Regions from separate parts of the Mus musculus genome. Here regions 1 and 3 are each linked to region 2. A link is a contact called in public Hi-C and targeted proximity ligation data. All regions are on one chromosome and are shown on one strand. The core of a region is the stretch at or near the end of the contact, and the rest is flanking DNA. Distances in the headings are between cores, read along the strand shown. Region 1 overlaps Gm32026 (a long non-coding RNA gene). Region 2 overlaps Gnaq (guanine nucleotide binding protein, alpha q polypeptide). Region 3 has its middle 31 kb from the start of C130060C02Rik.

Region 1 (2,725 bases), core at 109-2,608, 320 kb before region 2:
AACCAGCATAGATTCTGACTACATAAATCATAGGGGAACTGGGGGGTGGGGCTTGGGGTTTTTTCCCACCTGGAGGAATTCTAATGCATATGCTGCCGAATTATGCTAGTATGAGAGAGAGAAAAAATTAGAAGGACAACTAGCCTATAACAAATACTCTATTCCTATTATCTTCTTGGGACTTCAGAATAATTTGTACTTTTCTTTCCCACAAGGGAGGTAAGTCAGTCCTTGAGCTTACTAGGAACTGGGAGGTCTCACTAGGACACACAGGTGAAACAGGTAGCTTGAGCTATTTTTCATCTGTCTACATCAGAGAACAGAGTGGTGGCTGCCAGTCCCCATCGGGCCTCCAAACCTGTTGTATTTAGCTTGAACAGAGTTGGCCTGCCCAGTGTCTTAGCAATATTTGAGTTTTGTTCAACATTTAAAACTCAGATTTCACACTCAGAACTTGGTTTCCTTTGGTTTGTGGAATGATAAGGGATGAAACATATGACCCCCTCATCCTATATCACAAAACAACTTCTTTAGATGGCCTTGACTGTAATTTGTCAAGGCTCCCGTCTGTCTTTATTGTTATCAAATCAAAACCAAGTTTTACTTGCCCTTTTATCATAATCTTATATTTGTGGTTTCCTTAAAGGCAAAGAAAGTGAAATATTTATTTGGAAAGTAAGGTCATAATAAGAGGGTCTAATGTTTCAGTGTTTTTGTTTTTCTTTTCCCATAGCAGAGCTCTTCTGTCCTTGGCATTACCTGTCAGGGCTTCTCCAGTTGACTGTTTCTGATCTATTTCTTAATCCAGAGTGAGGGAAGGTTGTTTCCCAGAGCCAAAATAACATGCGGTAGAAGATGCAGATCCAATAAGACAAGTGTGTTGGTAGAGGATTTTTTTTTTTCTGGAAGGGTCTTCTGAGTGGGGTTAACCTGCTTGAAGAGCTGCCCTGTGGAGAGCGTAGTCCACCCCCCTTAGTGCAGCCCTCAGAAGCCTGATGAATCACGGGCATGTAGATGGGGCTTAGCTTTCTGCCTTCTTTCTTATTTTCTTCCCCTTCCCTTCTTCTTCCTCCTGTTTCCATAGGCTCACACAGGAACCTCAATAAGCAATAACATTTGCATTCCTAGTAGACGCCATTCCTAGAACAGGTCATGGATCCAAGGCGCTGTAGATACTTGGTTGTATCTGACATCAGTACCCAGATATCTCCAACTCCCTATTTCTTAGTCAACATTAAGGAAGGAAAAGCAGGTTGAAAATGCAAAACAATGACATTTGCTGTTGGACTGAGCGGCCAGCATAATGTTTAGTGAATTCAAAACCAAAATAGTTACACAGGAAGAGGAACAGGTCGGGTGCCCTAGCCCCCACCAGTTCCCCGTTGGCTGCCTGGACTCGCTTGAAGATCAACATTCTCTGCTGAAGGTTTGTCTAAAGCTGCTGTGCCCTTGTGAATCTTGTCTGGCAGCATCTGAGAGCTCTTGTGGCTCCTCATCTTCCACAGCCTTGAGTGCCATCGAGTTCTTTGTTACTTTTAAGCTACTCTGACAGATACAGTGTGCTCTCTTTACATTCTAATGCGTTCCTGGTAATTAAGGACCTTGAACATCTTTCATTTGTTTATTGGCTATCTGTGTATCTCTTTGCTCAGTTTAAAAGATTAGGTTGTTCAGAACAGAGAAAAATAAATAAATTAGGGTGTAATTTTCTGACTCACTGGTGATAGTTGTTCATACATCTGGTTGCAAATTCATTGTAGAATTAATAATTTACCAATGCATTATCCCAGTTCATAGCTTGGCTCTTCTTGCTTGTAATAGTGTGTTCACAGGGAGAATGTTGATGCTGTCCAACATATCAATTTTTGATCTTTAAGTGACTTCTTTTGTTTTGTATGTAAATTTGCCTAGTTTGTGACCACAAGCTAGAATCAACATTTAAATGTTTATTTATGATTCATTTGGGTTATCTTTGCATATGGGATGATAACTGACTCAAGATTGACTTATTTATAATAGGGTGTTTCTTCTGGTGACTCCTAGCAGGTTTGGTTGGTTTGGGGTAAAGGTTTCTAATGTAGCCCAGTCTGGCCTGATATTTGTTGTTTGGAGACTGGTCTTGAACTTGTGATAATGAGTCACTGCCTCTGCTTCCTGATAGCAGGAACTCACCACTATCCCTGGCCTCTGTTTAGGTTTTGCTACATTATCAGTTTCAGTACCAAGACTGGAACTATTCACATTCTCACAATCTAGTTTCCATGCATTTGAAAATAACTGTGTTCACACACACACACACACACACACACACACACAGAGTGTTGATTTTCACATGTACTGAATATGATAGCTAACCAACCATCTTGGTATATTGTAGATCTAGTTTTCATCTTTTAAAACCCATATTCTCTTTGTATTATATGAATTCACCATCTTTATTCATTTATTGTTTATTGGTGGACATTATGATAGAACCCATTTCATGAATACAAGAATTATTACAATAACTGCCATTGTACATAGTCCCTGTGTCTTGTAAGATAAGTCTAGGATAAAAACAGAAGTTCAATTCCTAGGTACTAGGATGGGCCACCTTACTAAAAGGACTGAATCAACTGAGAATCTAATAATACAGAGTGTTTTACACGCTACTTCTTCACCAGAACACAAAACTCTGAAATTACTATCAATGTAATAGGAATGAAGTAATCATATCTCTTCAAAA
Region 2 (2,700 bases), core at 69-2,568:
TCCGCAGATGCAAACTGTGCCGAACGTGTGTGAGTGAGCCTGTCAAGCAGCCTGCATCAGTGTGTGATTTAAGTAGATGGCGAGCGCTCTAAGGCTGCCGGGAAGTCAGACCTCGATGCTGGTCTCATTAGCGCTTGGCACTAATCTCAACTCCATAGACATCACTTTTCTTGAATAGCAAAGCTGGGAGAGTGACCAGCTCACTGTATGAACACGGACATTGCTGACTGGTAATGAAGTGCTCTCATGTGTTACTCTCCTGGCTCTTTCATCCCTTGCTCTAGAAAGCCCCTGTAATTTAATTAACAGACTGCCTGTAGGTATAGTGCAATTATGAATGCTCTGATCGTTGTACATACATCTCTCTTGATATTGCAACATCCATACTGGCTTTGTAATCATTAATTTTTTGGCAGATTGAATGTGCTGTATTGATATGTATCTATGTAATTGTATGTCTTATAGCTAATTCACATTTTGAATAATGTTATTTTATTTACTTTTTTAAGAGAGGAGAATGTAAATTTGTCAGTTTATTTCTGACTAGGGATATTTTTTTCCATTTAGAAAAGAAGAAAAAAAAAAAAACCCTTACTATTGTACAGAGCGGTACTAGCATCGTGCTGTCTAAAATCATTTGCACATTCCTGAGTAGAGGTGTGCTGACCTAAGACCCAAAGGTAATTTCATAGCAAACACACACCATCCGTCAGAGCTTTTATACAAACACGGAGACCAACTTTGTAGACCTTTTGCCATTTGACCTGGGGTTGGAATATGAGCTTTTATACGATTCATATTCTTATTTGGCAAATGCACAGTTTAGCATTACCTCTCTGGTGGCCTTTATTAGAAAGGCAGTTTTAGAAGCTATTTGTGATCCACTAAGGAAATGTTTTATCAGCTAGAGACCACTGCTTGCCTGAAAGGGCAACCTTAAATTTGGTGCAGCAAAAAACAAAAAAACAAAAAAAACAAAAACAAAAACAAAACAAACAAAACAAAAAATAAAAACAAAAAAATTTAAAAACACAAAAAGACAAAAAAGAAGAAAAAAGTAACATTTGATGGCCTGCAGTGTATAGAGAAAACCTCATCCCAGGATCATAAGTGTTAACCGTCCTAAGGAAGCGAGCTGTTCTGTCTAATAGAGCTGTAGTGGATGGAGCTGAGCCGTGCTGATACCAAGCTCAGAGCTGCTGAGTAAGGCAGGGAGAGGTGGCCACGTTGTCTTTATGAATTGAGGGTGCAGCTTGCTGCTGCACAGAGTTGAAGTCTGGCCTCACTGCACATCCTGGGGTGCATGACAGAGTCCCTTCTTCTGAGAAGGGAAAACATTGATCACCCTAGCTGCAGTGGTGCCTGCACACCTTACTCTATCCACACTAGTCAATGAAGCTAAAACTAATTTTGTTGTTGTTTCTCGTTTGGGGTTTTATTGAAGGGGTGAGGGGCGGGAAGGGCTTCTTAGTTTTGTACAAAAACAAAGTTTACTCATATGCTTTCTCTTCTATTGTGATTGCAAGTGTTCCTGTTGTCGATGCTCTAGGTAATGGAGGCTTGTGATGAGCGTTATGGTGACTTGGGCATGTCTTATTCAGAAGCAAAACACAGACCACAGAAACCTTTCCTCAGCATACCAAGGCAAGCAGCCATCTCATGAGTCACTCAGCACATGAGTGTGCCGTTTACAGATGATGTCGCCCTTTTGTGTGTGATACGGCAGTTCCCACCCACAGAGAATTCCTATTTGTAAATTGGAGGTTTATACTATGCCTTACAGAGCTTAAATTCAGAAGTCTGTGCCTCATGTCTGAAACAAAGGGAAAACACACGCCCATGCAGAAGTCAGTTAAGTCTTACAGAGCCTGTTGGGTTTTCCTTATCGTTTCCTTAGGAAGAGCTCTGTTGAATGTCCTGAGTAGCTGGGAAATTCTTCTTAGGAGCCTGCGTATATTGTTTACTGGCAGGTGGCATCCACGGCGATATTTAAAGAACACCTGGAACTTGGGGGCTTGGGGGCTTTGTTTTGTTTTGTTTTTGTTTAGATTACATTAGCAGGCCTAATCATTTTAAAGGGTAATTCAGCCAAAGGGCAATTTACTTTTTGTACTTCAGACTTCTATTGATTGTCAAGTTGTACGAATTGTAATTTAAAAATTTATACTGCCACATGATTGTAAATTTTAGTTGTCTTAAGTAGGAATTGGTGAAAAGCTGTTTATGCTGGATTTGGGTCAAAATGACTTGATTATTTGCAAAAAATAAAACTAATAATGGGAAGAAAGGGCTGCATAACAAGACACCGCAAGACTCAGATTCCCTCAGATGACCCCAGCGCCCCTTTGTTCTCAGTTTCTCAAAAGAACGAATGAAGTGAAACATAGCAGAATGTTAACCCATATAAAATAAAGTGTACCCAAATATTGTAATGTATATCGCTGCTCTTCTTAAAATTACGTAAGGCTTTCAAGCCACTCACATGGTAACTAACAGCATCTCGATTGATACAACTAAGGTGTACTTGGACATACTTTAATATTTGATTCAAAAGAGAAACCTTTGGTTAGAAACACATACAAAAGTGGAAGCTAATAATGTGTGTTTATCTGTCTCCGCACTCTTCCAATATAGGCAGCATTCCTAGATGTCCTGGCACTTGTGTCTTTGAGATCCCATTGTGGTTCTCTCGACAGGAGA
Region 3 (2,700 bases), core at 127-2,626, 370 kb before region 2:
GCCATGCTGTGTCTTCAGGACTTGGGTTTACTTAATGCCCTTAAAGGAGTTTTGAGCATCTAACGGAACATATGCGTTCTTATTGACAGTATACCAAGAATGGGAAACAGATTGTCTTGGTTGGGTTTTGTCAATTTGACACAAAATAGAGTGATCTGGGAAGAAGGAACTTCAGTTAAGAAATTCCTTCTTCAGATTGGCCTTTAGGCAAGTCTTTGAATCATTTTCTTGATAGATGATTAATGTGGAAGGGCCCAGCCTGCTGTGAATGATATTACCCTTAGAGAACTGGTCCTGGGCTATATAAGAAAGCAAGCTGAGCAGACCAGTAAGCAGAGTTCCTCTGTGGACTCTGCTTTAGTTCCTGCTTCCAGGTTCTTGCCTTGATTGAGTTCCTGGCCTGAGTTCCTGCCATGGCTTGCCTCACAGATGGATTGTGACATCGAGCGGAAGATGAATAAATCAACCCTTTCCTCCCCGAGTTGTTTTGGTTGTGGGTTTTATCACAGCAATGGAAGCAAACTGGAACATAAAGCACTTCTCTGCCCTAGCTGCCTCGTCCACCTTCTGTTACCAAGAAGACTTTATGTTTCTCTTAGGCTCTTGCTAGCAGCAGCAAAGCAGTTTGGATTATACCGTCTGCAGGGATCCAGAGAAACAACTGCTCAGAAGCACGCTGATGCCGCCACAAAGAGTTCATTCTGAAATTTTTGTGTATCAGCCAATCCGTCAAAGTTCTGCCATGCTCTGCTGACCCTTCAAAACTTCGGAGTGGTCAGATGAGTGGGTTTGGATTAGTCCAGTTTTAGAAGTGTTGGCACCCATTCCACCCATCCTAGTGGAAGATGTCCCAGACCACAGCTGCAGAAAAGAGGAACTGAGAGTCCGTGTGAGGGAAGAAGGCTATCTGAAAGAGAAAAAAAAGGAAGGTGGGGAAGTTGGCACACTGTAACCTATCTCAGACTTTCATTTCAACAGAGGAGAGGACTTTTGTTGAGGGATATTAATTTCTACTCAGTGAATTAGTTAGAGAAAAATTCATTTTCGTCAAGTTCAGGGAATCTTTTTTCTCCTTCTTTGGTTATAGTACAAACTCTGGAGAGACAGTCTGAATATCATTAATTTACATGGGGGGTATCTACATAATGAAACCTTACCTTGTGCCCCATACATTTGCAGAATTTATATGTCAATAAAAATAAAAGGATAGAAAGGAAAATAGAAGATGTATTTCCTGCTTGAAAGAACCCATAACCCTTGAACTAATTTAATGTCTGCTGTGACTCACTTCAGAGACTTCTGGGAACAATAACTAAATGAAACAGATTCTAGGAGGTTCTGAGGGATAAGTGATTAATACTGGGGGAATTTCTCCAAGTCTGGGGGAAGCCCGACTGCATTAGAATATTGTTGGGCTCTGAAGGGATCATCAGCTTGTCCTGACTTGCCTAGGACATCCTTCACTTTGCTGTCCCAAGAGCCCAGTAAGAGTAGAAAAGAAATTGACTGCCAAGTATCCTCACTCTTCCTTTGAAATCTCAAGCAATCAAAAATGGAAATGGAAGAAACAACTCTGGTCTCTCCTCACCTGAGAAAATAAGGTTGACAATCATAATGAGTGTCATCACATGTCCTGGCAGGTGAGCATTCCCACCATGCCCTGCATGTTTTTGTTTGACTTTACATGCGGGTGGGATGCTGCATTTGAAAGTCTGCTTCTATGTAATGACTAGTGTCTTGCCTTTCTGCCTCCGGACAAAGCTGAGCCAACGAGCCAACAAGCCAATCCGTCCCCTTCCAGAGACAGTCCAGCTGTTCTGTTTCTAGTTGTTTTTACCCAAGGGTGTTTTGTCCCCAGGAAATATTTAACCATTGTTTATAAAAACCTTTTCTTGTCCCAGATAGGAGAGGTTGGTGCCCTATTGCCATCAAGAAGTAGAGACCAAGGATGCATGCAGATGAACATCTTACAGAGCACACTTCAACAACTTATCCACCTTTCACAGGAAAGAACTCTTACTCCAAATTTCAGTAGCCCAAAGACAGTGGAAGACCGTGTCTCACTTTCTTCTCTTCCATGTAGTTGTATATAGAAGCTGACCAGGGTATAAGCTATTCTATTTTTTACACGTGTCCTGAGTGTGTTGTTTACATGGAGAAGGGCAGGTAGCTTTAGTTAGGTCTCTGGGGCTTAGCCATGCTCTTACACATAGATTTTTTTTTTCTGGGACTATCTTGCTGTCATAACATAATAATAAAACTTTACCCCCTTCTAACTGCTAACCCCTGTCAATGTATCAACAACAACTACATCTATACAGACTCTTCCTGGAATTATGAGACATGCACATTTTCTATGTTTAACACATATGAAATAACAACAAAGTTAAAAGCCTTGTCTATACAAGGTGTATACCTGAAATACAATCAGTTGTGAGAAAGGGGAGGGAAGATTATAAGTTCAAGGATACTCGACTACATACAAAAACTCTGTCTCAAAAAGTAAGTAAATAAATAAATAAATAAATAAAAGTATCTACCATCTCCCATCTAACACAGCAGCAGCCTCTCCTTTCCCTTGGCACTGAGGTACATACATGTGGCTAATAACTCAGCAAGCAGGTACTCCTGTGATAAACTTTGACTCAGTAACTAATGACATTGAGAGTTAGAGATCAAGGTGCCAACGAGATGGTTTAG

What was found. Hi-C and Micro-C count contacts between places; a contact is called where the count stands out from the background.
Region 1: a contact with region 2 is called in a Hi-C map of bone marrow-derived macrophages, with 23 read pairs. A contact is called at or near these places in 2 of 484 Hi-C or Micro-C datasets (bone marrow-derived macrophages and frontal cortex) and 10 of 130 datasets of targeted methods (the NIH/3T3 cell line, astrocytes, bone marrow-derived macrophages and 6 more).
Region 3: a targeted proximity ligation map of the NIH/3T3 cell line shows a contact between it and region 2, with 5 read pairs. A contact is called at or near these places in 1 of 484 Hi-C or Micro-C datasets (bone marrow-derived macrophages) and 4 of 130 datasets of targeted methods (the NIH/3T3 cell line, bone marrow-derived macrophages, embryonic fibroblasts and 1 more).

Annotation. Positions count from the first base shown.
Region 1 is chr19:16,066,158-16,068,882 of GRCm38.p6, forward strand. All of the region lies in intron 1 of Gm32026 (a long non-coding RNA gene), which reads left to right. Among named protein-coding and RNA genes, the nearest start is that of Gm32026, 3.4 kb to the left of the region's middle.
Region 2 is chr19:16,385,028-16,387,727 of GRCm38.p6, forward strand. Gnaq (guanine nucleotide binding protein, alpha q polypeptide) reads left to right here. Exons shown (of 7, transcript NM_008139.6): 7 at 1-2,700. Among named protein-coding and RNA genes, the nearest start is that of Gna14, 49 kb to the right of the region's middle.
Region 3 is chr19:16,014,990-16,017,689 of GRCm38.p6, forward strand. No RefSeq gene overlaps it. Among named protein-coding and RNA genes, the nearest start is that of C130060C02Rik, 31 kb to the left of the region's middle.